4 separate regions of the Gossypium hirsutum genome follow, and all the other regions are linked to region 1. Evidence: chromatin contacts called from public Hi-C data. All regions are on one chromosome and are shown on one strand. The core of a region is the stretch at or near the end of the contact, and the rest is flanking DNA. Distances in the headings are between cores, read along the strand shown. Region 1 holds the start of LOC107901724 (probable ubiquitin-conjugating enzyme E2 24). Region 2 holds the start of LOC107962327. Region 3 holds the start of LOC107895347 (50S ribosomal protein L21, mitochondrial). Region 4 holds the start of LOC107895351.

Evidence for each region. Hi-C and Micro-C count contacts between places; a contact is called where the count stands out from the background.
Region 2: a contact with region 1 is called in a Hi-C map of leaf, with 2.0 times the contacts expected there. The contact joins the promoter of LOC107962327 here to the promoter of LOC107901724 in region 1. A contact is called at or near these places in 2 of 34 Hi-C or Micro-C datasets (both in leaf).
Region 3: a contact with region 1 is called in a Hi-C map of leaf, with 4 times the contacts expected there. The contact joins the promoter of LOC107895347 here to the promoter of LOC107901724 in region 1. A contact is called at or near these places in 17 of 34 Hi-C or Micro-C datasets (anther, callus, fibers and 4 more).
Region 4: a Hi-C map of hypocotyl shows a contact between it and region 1, with 3 times the contacts expected there. The contact joins the promoter of LOC107895351 here to the promoter of LOC107901724 in region 1. A contact is called at or near these places in 6 of 34 Hi-C or Micro-C datasets (hypocotyl, leaf and seedling).

Annotation. Positions count from the first base shown.
Region 1 is chrA06:88,683,736-88,687,234 of Gossypium_hirsutum_v2.1, reverse strand. It overlaps LOC107901724 (probable ubiquitin-conjugating enzyme E2 24), which reads right to left and starts at 1,373. Exons shown (of 9, transcript XM_041115926.1): 1 at 889-1,373.
Region 2 is chrA06:88,923,511-88,926,712 of Gossypium_hirsutum_v2.1, reverse strand. LOC107962327 reads right to left here and starts at 1,366. Exons shown (of 6, transcript XM_016898666.2): 1 at 1,014-1,366; 2 at 432-485. The coding sequence starts at 1,098.
Region 3 is chrA06:88,556,530-88,559,788 of Gossypium_hirsutum_v2.1, reverse strand. It overlaps LOC107895347 (50S ribosomal protein L21, mitochondrial), which reads right to left and starts at 1,933. Exons shown (of 5, transcript XM_016820660.2): 1 at 1,406-1,933; 2 at 1,236-1,316; 3 at 236-337. The coding sequence starts at 1,801.
Region 4 is chrA06:88,510,182-88,513,233 of Gossypium_hirsutum_v2.1, reverse strand. It overlaps LOC107895351, which reads right to left and starts at 1,496. Exons shown (of 1, transcript XM_016820662.2): 1 at 602-1,496. The coding sequence starts at 1,181. The coding sequence ends at 741.

The DNA.
Region 1 (3,499 bases), core at 124-2,623:
CTAACAAAATCTATGATGCTATGCACCAGATTATAAAGTTGAAGTTTCTGTTTCTTTTTTCCCTACAACACAACAGGATCTGTCTCATAAAGAGTTGGACTAAAGTGGATGAACAGATCAGAATCGTTCAGCCAAGACAACCGTCTGTGGAAAGTTGCCTATCAAGAAATTTATCTGAAAGATGGCTTTTCCTTGTCGAAACTCACAACTCCTCTAAGCCATTTAAGATTTCCATGAAACCTTCACGATAACAACAATAACCAGTCCTAAGATTCTTTGCTATAAAGGAATTATAAAAGAAGCATCATTCAGTTCCAATAATCACATATTTATCTTTTCATGAGAAAACAAAGGTTCTTGTCTTAATACAAGACACACAAGAGATTAATAACAACATATAGAGGTGGACTGAAGAGACAAATAAACCTTATTACAGTTTACATAAAAAGGAATAGCAATTATACCTACGTATAATATTCATCACTGAGATGGACTAATTCATTAAAAGAAATATAATTTCGGAATGATTACGGCCTAATTAAAATCTTCGAAAAAACTTTAGAAAGTATTCAACATACTCTATCCTTCAATTCCATTACTCAATAAAAATCCCATTTATTTTCCAAGTTCGCTACTTTAACAAAGTTTTCTTTGCATACAAATTTAAAAATCCAAAATTCAAATAAAAACATATGTATTTTAGTTTACTTACATGTCAAATAAAATATAAACCTAAACAAGAAGCTCGAATTCCAAAAAGAAAATTCCAGTTCTAAGAGATATACAAGCTTTCTATAAAAGACAAAAATCCAAGAAACAAACAGATTGAAAGAGTTACCATTACGAAGGAAAGAAAATTAAATAATAATAAAAATTAGAAAAACTTACCGTTTACCGCTTCTAAATACGAGTAGAGCCATGAACCCGAATGAAAGAAACGCGACAAATCATACACCGATACAGCCAGTCAACTCAAACTCAGAAAACGACTTCTAATTTTCTTTTTCTCTCTCGCCTGTCTTTCCTCGCCGTCTCTTTCTCTTTCTAACAGGTCCAAACAATATAAACAGAATTTTAAAATTTTAGAAAAAAAAAAGAGACTAAGAAATTCAGAGAGGTTCGTCTTCTCTCTGAATACCAACAATCAGGACGCCATTAAGGAAGCTGGACAACATATTGGAATACAGTAACAAACAGTAACAGTCCCTTCTCTTTCCCTCTCTAAAACGCGTTCAGGGTTTTCGCTGGAAAGAGCTATGGAAGGTTGAAGGAAAAAGTTTTAATGGTGCTTTGCTTTGCCCATTCATTCCACATTCGAAGGAGAAAACATTTTGGTTTATTATTTATGGAAATTAATACAGAAAAAAGAAAAGAAAAGAGAATATACAGTGGAATCTGGATTATGCTGTACTTTCGCATAACCAAATCTTAGTTATAATATAAAATGACAATGCTGCCCCTTATGTTTCTCATTTCACAATCAACCCCTTATAACCCATTAATTATTTACTAGAGCTTACCTGGTGGCAGCTGGCAAGTGGCAACACGAAAAACCTGCCAGTCTCTCCCCCATTTTCTTATATTGAAGGTAGAGGTGATCATGGGTCGGGCTGGGTCGGATCGGGTTCGGGTCAGGTCTAGATAAAATTTTAAGTCGGTTTATAAGGTCCGGGTCTGGCTCGGTCTGAAATTTGAGCCTAAAAATTTATTTAAGCTCGGCCTGAAATAAAATTGTTAAGCTCGAGCCAGGCTCGGCCCGACCCATATTAAATTTTTTTTCTTATTTCATTAAATAAAAAAATTTAAAAATATAATAAATCTAATATATTTAAAAACACAAAAATAAATATTAAAACAAATAAAAATGATATTAAAACAATTATTAAAACAATACACAAATTGACAATATAATAAAAAATAGTTATATTAAAATTTTAAAATGATTAAAATAAAATAAAAAAATATATTAATATATAATTCGGGCCGAGCCGGGCCGAGCCCGGGCAAAAAAACTCTTACTAGAGGCTCGGCCTGTTTTCTAAACGGGCCTCTTTTTTTTGCCGAAGCCCATTTTTCAAGTCTATATTTTTACTCAAACCCTCCCATTTTTCGAGCAGGCCTTCGGGCCGGGCCACCCGGCCCATAATCAGCTCTAATTGGAAGTAACCTTAAATTATCGTTTATTATTTTAGTTATTTTAAAATAATTGTTGTTAACTTAGTCACTAATGTTTAAAAACTTGATTAAAATAATTATAAAAAAGAAAAAAAAAATCTTTTTATTTCCTTTAAAAATTTTCAAGTTAATCTTTTAAATCCCTATCAACAACTCATATTAAAATATGTTAAATCTTGCTTTTGATATACTTTCGTCACCATCTTCTCCCACTATCACCTCAATTTCGTCCTCCTATCTAGACACTGATGTAAATTTCTTAATTACTATGTTTTCCTATTTATTTATTTCCCAACTAAATAATTTAGTTGTACCATTTTTTTCAAAATGCACCATGATTTATAAAAAGGTGATAACTCTTCACCGAAAAACTATATATATTAAGGTTTTTTTTTTAATACAAAGCCTTTAACCCAAACATTGAAACCCCACAATAGTTGTATTCCAATTAAATCAAATAAAAAAATTAAAAAATAATAATATGCACAACTTTTTGTTAACACGAACACTAAAACCATGACAAATTTTTCTTGTTCAAGTGAAAGACGATGGAGCAAAGACAGCGACAATGTCATAAAGGGCGGAGCTATAGTAAATCGATGTATTTTGCTTTGCTTAAACATAAAAAGTTAAAACTTTGTGGGTATAGCAATAGTGTTAACTGAAATTTTGTAATTTTTAAAATGATTAAAAGAACAATTTTCTTTTTTTTTGCAAGTCCAATTAACAATCCGTTAAGAGTTTAATCGTTAAGTACCATTTTGGTCAATTTTTCTAGTAGTAGTGATAAAAAAAATTTTAAGTAGTCAAAATAGAAATGACGTTATTTTAGGGTGATCTCAAGTGTAATTTATCCTAATTTTTAAATTGAAAATTTATATTTTATTTTACAAAAAAAATACTATTAAAATATTTAAAAATCATAAATTAGCCTATTTTTATTATAGGTTTTATACTTTATTATATTAAATCTGTTTTGGTTTGAAGATGTAGGCGACTAGGCTTCGGAGTGAGAAGGGGGATACGAGGGGATATTTGACTAAAAGAATAGATAAGCTTACTGTGGGGAATGGAAATGATGATAACATTTTGGAATTGCTAAACAGTAGAAATCTAAAGTTGGAAAATGAAGAGTTGTATTAGGAGCAAAGGGCGTGTGTTAATTGGCTTTAAAAAGGCAACCAAAATATGAGATTTTCCACCGCTATGCGACAAAAAAAAATGTATGAATAAGGTGAAAAGTTTGGATAGGGGTGATGGCCAATTCATGAGTGATGAAGGAGTGGTAAAAAATATTGCGAAGAATTATTTTATAGATCTATTT
Region 2 (3,202 bases), core at 117-2,616, 240 kb before region 1:
ATATAATCAGCTGTAAATGATATGTTATTTCGCCAGTGTAAGAAAACAACTTTTTTGTTAAGGTTGGTTAAAGAACTCTTCCACTTTATGAAATCCTTCTAAAGTGAATAATCGAGAGAGAATTGAATGCTTGATGCTTTAATCAATAACAAGACAACAGTTTCAAGAACATGTGATAAGAATGTTGTCCATTCTTCATTACAAGTCGGCACATTTTTCCTATCAAAAGGAATGAAGGTCAAATCATAACTGGAACTCATGTTTCAGTCAGATCTTTGACGAAACTAATTCATTGCAAATATGAAATAAGCACCAGAAAGCCGAACAAGGAACATCAAAACACTGACTAAACCAGATTCCATCAAAAATACAACTCTATCCTCGGAAATGGTTCTTAAATCATAAGAAACAGCTCAAACAAAACTGCTTACACTCTTCCCAAGTGTCTCCATCCGCATTACACCCTTTTTTGCAGAACACTCTCCCTACAAGAATTCGTGATAGTTAGCAACGTTAATAAATCGATGACATACAAAAACATTTCTCAGATAAATCAACCATTGCTCACAATTCAAAAAAAAAAAAAAAGTGGAGATTAAAATGAAGAGTATCCCAAATTAATATTATAAGCAACTGATTGAGTAAACAAAGTAATTTGGACATCTGACAAACAAATACACAATAATAGCCTATTTATAGCTCACATTATTATAAATTTACACCCAAAACTTGCAACAGAGATAAAGCATCCATTCAAAAACAGTAAAAGAAATCCTCTCAATCACAACAAATAAACATCAAAACACCTAGACACTAACGAATTAAACGAAACCTTGAATGAAGAAACTTCAAATGTAAAAAATTTTAAAAAAAAATACACAAAAAAAAACCAAGATCTATGAAAATCCAAATTGAAAGGATCGGCAAGCTTATCCAATTCCATCCCGAATTATTAGAAAATAATAAAAAGAATGGTATTGTTTAAAAGAGGAAAAAAGGAAAGGAAGTAATACAAGGAATTTGCATGAGAGCAGCGTATTTGTGAGTGCATTGATTTCCACAAGGAGAAGCCCATTGCTGAGGAATCACGTTTTCCATTTCCTTTCCCCTCTCTCTCTCTCTCTCTCTCCGACCGGACGAATTTGCAGCTTTGGTTTTAATTTTTAAAGCTTGGGGAATCGCATCGATATAGGCTATGGCAATAAAGGGTAGTTTGGTAATTATGTGTTCTGTTGGGAACTACGACCGCCCTGCATCTTTGTTCCTTGGATTTTCTTTATTTAGGTAATACATTATAACTTTTCTTTGACGGAAATACTATCTATATTTTTTATGGTGAAACTATTTTTCATGTTCTACTTACAATTTGTGGTTCTCTCTTTCATTTACTTATTTTTAGTTTTTGGATTTATATTTATTTTATTTTATTATTTTACAATATTATCACTAAAGTTTTAGAGTTTAAATATTTGAAAGTGCATTAAAGGAGAAGTGAAACTTTGATATTATGATGCAATGAATATTAAAATCAACGACTAGTAAGGCTCCACGTCATTTGTGGCTTCTTCTCCTTTCCTAAAGGCAAAAACAGAAAGTTCTATGTTCCAAACTTTCGGTTGTATACTTCGAGGAGACACGGTTATAGCTAAATTATTAAAATAATTATTTTTGTTTATAATAGGTTTTATTTAGTTATTTATATTTCAAATGTTACGTCTTAGTCACTTACGTTAATGTGTTATAACATTTTAATTATTAAACCGTTAATTGTCGTTAACGGTGTAACGGTAAGTAGAGGTATTCAAACTTCAATTAAAATCAAATTAATCGAATAAATCAGTCTAATTTGGTCAGAGTTCGGTTAAAATTTTTTTAGAATTTCGGTTAACGATTAATTCAATTCGAAATTGGGTAATTAATCAAACTTAATAAATAATTTTATATATTATATGTATTAAGCTATTACTAATTCAGTTAATTCGATCAAATAAATATTATCAATTTATTTTTTTGATATGTTTTATATTTGTTCTAACAAAAAAAATAATAAAACATATAAATATCGATTAATTTGGTCAGTTAACCGAATTAACTGAAAAATTTTTGTTCGGTTAAATTTTTTTAAAAAAATTTCAGTTCGGTTAATGGTTAAAGGATTAAAAAGTTCGATTAATTCAGTTAACACTAGTTCAGTTTGGTTAACTGATCGGTTAACCATTTGAACACCCCTATCTTTTATTTTCCATTCTTTTCTGCTTCTCGCTCTGTTTTTCTCCATTCTCCATATCTTTTAACGTAATTTTTCTATGTTTTCTATTTGTTAAAACTTTTTTTGTTTATGAAACAAAAAAGACAAAAGCTGAAACCAAAATAAAACTTGTTTCGCATATTTTTACCCCACAATTACAAAACCTTATTGCAACAGCCCCATACTCGACCCGCTACCGAGACCAAGCATCGGAATGTTACATTTGTTGCTGAAGCAACTTTAGATAAATTCAATTCAAATACTCTTCCTAATCAAGTTAACAAAACAATTTGTAATTACTATTAAATTTATAAATTACATTTCAAGCTTTAACCGATCTTTTGTTAGCTCCATTTAAGTTTTATCGACCACTTAGGTTTTGTTTACAAACTTTTTTTTTCTGACATCAGAGGCATTGTCGTGACATTAGATGCCCACGTCGTGACATGCACCCTGTTTTTCTCAATTCCTCCAAATTTTTAATTTCCATTATAGTCTGTTACCTACTTCCTATTCCACTTTTTACTTCATTCGTCAATCATTCATTCATATAACTTATTCTCAAATCTTAGCATCATATATTCACAATAAAATACTATATTTACACTTTAAGTAATTTAATTACTATATCATGAAATTCACTATTATTCCTATGCTTCTATTTCCCATTTAAACACTATTTGATTCTCAATCAAATTTATAAGATTGAAACAACTATCAAAGTTATAAAAATAATTCCATTAAGTCTATCATATTACAATTATTCACTTAATGTGTTAACAATTCACTTTACTATTCTTATATGTTAATAATTCTATCACTTAAAATAATTTCTTAGCATCATACTCTTCTACGGCTTTTTTTTTAAATAAAATAACCTTAAAAATTGATTAATTACGTAAATGACCTACTTTTTTGATTAAACACGTAAATGACCTAAAATCTACCGTGAAA
Region 3 (3,259 bases), core at 684-3,183, 130 kb after region 1:
TTGTTTGTAGCATGTCTTCATTTAATGCTCATTGTTTATAAATGATCCAGGTAGCAGAATGAAGCTGAGGAAAATGTAGTTCAATTTCTTCACTTGTCTACCCCTGTTGCCTATAAAAAAGGAAGATATTTTTCTCGGGATACAAGGGTAAGTTGCTTTTTGCAATTTAGGTAATGGGATGTCACTGAAAATGCAATATGCAATTAAGAGAGAGAAAGATCAGAGTGAAGCTAACATGCTCCTCGACAACGGCATGAACAGCTGCATCTGGGAGTATAGGCCTACCGATAATTGTTTGTGTAGGTGATCCCAGTAAGAGAACCTTGTTCAATATCAACTGCAATGTACAGCCATTGAAGCATGAGGATTCAATTAAATAGGAGGGGAAAAAGAGCAACAAACATGGACAAGTGCACGTAGTATTTTCACAAAACATATGATAAAGAATCAAATCATCCAAGGCTAGCAGAACTCTCAGCAAATTTGATTGCTGAATTGAGAAGTACAGAGGAAAAGAAAACTGCCAATAGTTAATTGAAAAACACAAGCCTTTTTGTACTAAAGCTAATCAAATATTTCACAAACATGATAACTTCTCGACAAGCTCTCGTTCTGTACCATTAAGCAAAAAGTACATCTAAACCGCTCTCTTAGATTTAACATAAACATGATGATAAAGAGCATTTACAAAACTGCACCTGTCATTGATTCATTTCTCTAAATATCAGACTATTTGAGATTTCTCTCTAACCCTCTAAGATTTTTTGGATACGTCTTCTTCCAAAATTGTACCAGGCAAATATTATTAACACGACACAGGTCTTATTAAAATTGCAAGCAACTTCCTTATTTAAAAATAAACAAATAGCCTGCAACACTGACCCGTTGTTGTTTAAAAGTTGATGATTCCTTTTAATGCAAGAAACTACATAAATGAGTCAAAACTCAAAAATTCAGTAATCTTTCTTAGCAAACAAATATAACAAAGGAATTCATCCAAGAAAAAACACTGATTACCTTTGATAAAATACTTCCTTGTAAAGTTGTAATTCAATTAGATGAGACTCTTCAATGCATTATCTTATTAAACAACAATATAATATTCATTGACGTAATGTCATCATCAAGCCACTAAAATCCTCCCCAAAAAATGCATCAACAGACAATTAAAAGTTGGCATGAAAATAGAGCCGCTATAAACTTACAATAAGCAGAACAAAAAAACTGCAAATTACCTTGTCATTAACTTCGCAGAATTTCAACCTCTCCGTGAAAATTGAATCCCCGTTGCTCACCTTAAACTGATGTGATCCAATCTTTTTTTTTTTCAAAAAAAAAAACGATCATTAATAATGTTCCAAATTTTCGGTTGTTGAAAATGAAACCAAAACCAAAAATTGAATACCTGAACCACTGCGAAAACTGGCTCATAGTCTTTGAATACCCGGTCGGACCGCTGGAGCGGCCCCACCACTTTGTATCCAATAGCGGCGGCCTCAGCTTCCTTCTCCCCAGGTGAGTAGTCTCTAACCATATCCGACGCCATCTCGTCGCTCTCCTCTTCTACATCGCTGCTATCTTCCATCTCGGCTTCGTTCTCGCTGTCGTCGCTTTTTCTGGATGAGAAGTGACGAACGTAGGACCAGGGGGTAAACCACGAGGGTTCCAAATTGGAAGTCGTTATCACCGGATTTGGTTTCGGGGTTAAGGCATTGACGATGGAGAGTGGCGGAGACTTCTTCAAAGAAATGAGAGCCGTGCCGTGGAGGAGAGCTGAGTGGAGGCACCGTCGATGAGCCATTGAAAACTTGGCGCTGTTTTTTGTTTTTGAGTTCAGGCGATGGCTCGCTAGGGTTTAGCACTTCGGCTAGATGAAAATCGGGGTTTTAGATTTTCATTTCTTTTTTTTTTACCCGATAATATTTGGGTATGTAAGGAAATTAATTTTTTGAACTCAAATTAGTTTTTAAAGAGTTACCATACTGCATTCCTAAATTGATACTAGTTAATGGTAAAATTCCTAACTAGATTGTATGCCCCCACAATAATGGAGATTTAAATAATTAATTCAAAATAATATTTTAATTATAGAGAATAATTGTCAATTAAAATAGCTTTCAAAATTTTGTCAATTGAAATATTATTTTATATCTTCTATGAAAATAAATTTGGAATTACGTTAAGATAAATTAGTAAAATATGAGATAATTTGAAATTAAAATTATTATATGATAGAATTAAAATATGATACATTATTCAAAGTGTGGATAAATCATTTCTATAATATAATTTAAAAATAAAATAATAAATAAAGTAATAAAATATATTTATCTGTATACAATTAATATGTAAATCATATACATAATTCTTGAAAAAAATTAAATTATGTCAAAAATTAAATATAAAAATAAAGTCTTAAATTTAAGGGTAGTATAAGGATTAAAACTAAAATTTGACCACAGTTTTGTAATAAAAAGTAAACACATCAAAATTTAAATTGGACCATCATCTTATAATGAAAAGAGAACAGCAGAACATGGGCCCTCCAGGTATTAAATTATGTTAAAAGTTAAATATAAAAATTAAATCTCAATTTTAAGCATAATTTAGTTATCAAAATTAAAATTTAACTATTATTATATAAATTTAAAAAAATTAAAGTGATCGTAATTACAATTGAATCATTATTTTATAATGTAAAAAAGCAGGACATGTCTCCTGTTGAAATGCCTTAAAGCCGTTCTTTCATATTTAGTTTATAGATATAAATTTAAATTTTGAGCATATTCGAAAGACTAAATTTAAAATTATACCACTTTTAAAGCTTTGTTTTCTTGGCAAATGTTAAAAGAAGAAATAGTTTATCTATAAAAATAGTCATTTTTGTTTGATTCAGATTACATTTTAGTCATTTATGTTTGAAATTTTACATTTTAGTCACTTACGTTATCGTTTTGTTACGAAATATTCACTCTACCGTTAAACCCTATTACCTCCCTCACAGTAGTCCTACGTGGCAAAATCCAAAGTCATTTTAGTAATTAATTATTATACATGACTATTTTTATAATTTACCCTAAAATTTATTATTGGGTTATTTATTGAATTTTCGACTTAAACTTTTTGAATAATTTGAAACAAAAATTAATAAAAATAATGTTTTTATAATTTTATTTTAGTAATTAAAATAATTAATTATTAAAATGGTTTTATTTCATTAAAAAGCAAACTTTTTTAAATTTCTTAATTTATTAAAAAT
Region 4 (3,052 bases), core at 247-2,746, 170 kb after region 1:
ATGAACATAACATGAAATGTGGAGAAAAATGATAAAAATTTATAGAAAAATTATAAAATACTTCTTTTAATATGATAACTTTTATAAATTTTTTACGAATTTTATATTTCTTTACAATTTTTTTTATAATTTCTTTAATGTTTCTATAAAATTTTATAAAATTCCAAAATTTAAAACATCACCGGGCAGAACCAAAATAAAGAACCTTAATGGAAATTCACAAATACCAGATCTGTTAAAAGAAGTGTGATCTGATATCATTTAAAATGTCTGTGCTTACCATATATTTTGCTGGATGTGTGGTGAGTTGCATATTTTTTTTTTTGGGTAAAGTAAAAAATAATGGTAGAAATAATAATTGCAATTGTGATTATAGCTCTCTTTATTTTCTTACAATATATTTTGCAATGGATGGTCTAATGTGTAACCAAGAGTGAAGTACCAGAATCGCTTATCTCATCCTTAAATGAAGTATATTTCAGTATGTTAGGTACAAGGAGAACCCAATTTTAACCTAAAAACACTTTATCTAATTTCATTTCACGAGATCATTAGCATTTTAATAACAAAAAAATAGCAAGAAAGATTGAACAATCAAGTGTAAATAAATCACTTTTTCAAATTCTGATTCATACCCAATCATCTTACACTGAATTTCGAATCAAAACAACCCAAATTTATCAACTTCACAAAAATATACACCATAACTACCCAAGCAGCAAACAAAAACAAATTGAAATCTAATCATACTTTTCTCTCCAAGAGTAAACCAAAAAGAATACCCAAGAAAAAGCCAACAATATGTCACCAACCGTCTGTCGAAGCCAATCCCAAGCCAAATCCTCTACTCTTCTCTCGAACCAGAACCTCCACATCGCCACCGATACATGCAAAACCGTGCACCCTTTGGCGAAGAATGATTGGAACTCTCTGTCTTTAACAAATGAGACCATGAAAAGCAAGAACCCCACGGCGAACAATAGCAGACCCGCGAAGGAATCGGAGGTCCGGATCAAGAGCTGATCGTGTGGAGTGGATCCTAAGAGCTTGGTGGCCGTCTCGATCCCGTGGGTGAATGTGTACATTTCTTTCATGTAGAACATCATGAGTGCGCCGCTTGATAAGGCGATCACCGAGTGGAGGAGACAGATCAGCCTGAAAGCTGCTGCTGATGTTGACATTTTTCGTGGTGGGGAGGGGGGGATTGGGGTTTTTTGTTTGTGTCTGAAAGGGATGGTGATCAGTGGTTTGATTTAAAAATAGACATGATTGTAGTGGAAAGAAACCCTAACCCCAAAAGCTCATTTTGGGAACCGAATGAAATGAGAAGAAAGAGGAAGATGAATAGGAAAGGGAAGTGATTTTTGGTTAGTTCCAGTTTTATTTAATTTCAAAGGTTTATAATATTAATAATTATTATTATTAATGTTTGAAATTAATCGCTAACTTCAGCTTAGCTTACGCCAGTTTGTCGGCCGGATTACTCCGCGCTTCCATCTCCTTTTTTTTTCCCTTAAATATTTATTTTATATTATTATTTGACTAGTAAACAATTTGTAAGTTTAACTAAGTAATCTTAAAAAAAAAAAACTTCTTTAATTCCCTATACTTTTTTATTTTTTATATTTGAAATTTAGTCCTCTCATTTTTATTTTAAAGAACTTAGCCATTTTATTTTTTAAATTTAAAAATACAAATCTAATTATTAACATCCTCAAAGTTTTTCTATTAAATTATTAAAATGTTTTTTTAATTGTAAAATAAATTTGAAAGAATAATTTTAAGGTGAAGTTAACAATTGGACATAAATTTTAAAATCTATAAAATCTATAATTAAATTTAGTGAAATAAAAATTGAGGGATTAAATTTTAAATTTACAAAAAAAAGTAAAAAAACTTGTAGCATTTTTAACCATTTTATAACGAGAGTTTAGATGATAAATGGGTTTGTTGAAATATGTTTTAACTTTTTGTGGTGTTTGGGAAGTAGAATTTTTAAAATTTGGATTTTAAAAATAATGTAAATTGAGTAGTAAATTGTTTAGAAATATAGTATTCATAACAATTTCTCAATTAAATGGTTCTGTTATATGCTTATTTAGTAATGAGTTTGCAATTCTTAAAATATTTTTGAATTTGATAAATCAATGTTTTTGTATTTTTCTACTATGTATTTGAGTTAATTGCATCAGATATCCTTAAATTGTGACCTTCATTCTAAATTGATCTTAAACTTTAAAATATTCTAATTACATCCCTAAACTATTAATGTTATACCAATTAAGTCTTTTCATTATTAAAACTATTAATTTAACCATTAAATTACACGGCCAATCTTATGCAATTGAATTTAAAATGGAAAATTTTAAAGAAATAGAATGTTATTGCATAACTTTTAAAAGTAAAACTAAAAAAAGGAAGAATAAATGATAAATCTTCTGTAAAAACTTTGAAAACCCCAAAACTAATATTTTTTAAAAATATATTTTTTACCATATTTATTTTTCTTAATCTTTTTCATTTTAAATTATGTCACATAAGATCTAACATGTTATTTAATAGTTAAATTAATAATTTTAGTAACGAAAGGACTTGGTTGATATAATCTTGATAGTTTACGGATTAATTAGAATGACTTGAAATTTAGGGATAAATTTAGAATGAGGGTAATAGTTTTGGGATGTTTGGAGAAATTAACTCTATATATTATATTGAATCTCAACTAATTTGTTCATAATATATGCATTTCATTCTTACCATTTACATATTATATATTTTATTTCGAAACATAAATTTTTAAAGATTTAATTTTGTCTCTAGTCCCTATGTTCTTTAGAATTTTTTGAAATTTAGTCCATTCACTTTTAATTTCAAGCATTTAGTTAAATTTGAAAATTAAAATCCAATTGATAACAATGGTAACTAATGTTTGCTAAATTTAAATGTGTTAGAAATTGGACTTTAAATTTTAAATCAAATTTTTTAAAAATTAAAACACCAACTATTCATATTTATTGAAAATCCAATAACAATGTTATCAATTAAAATTTAA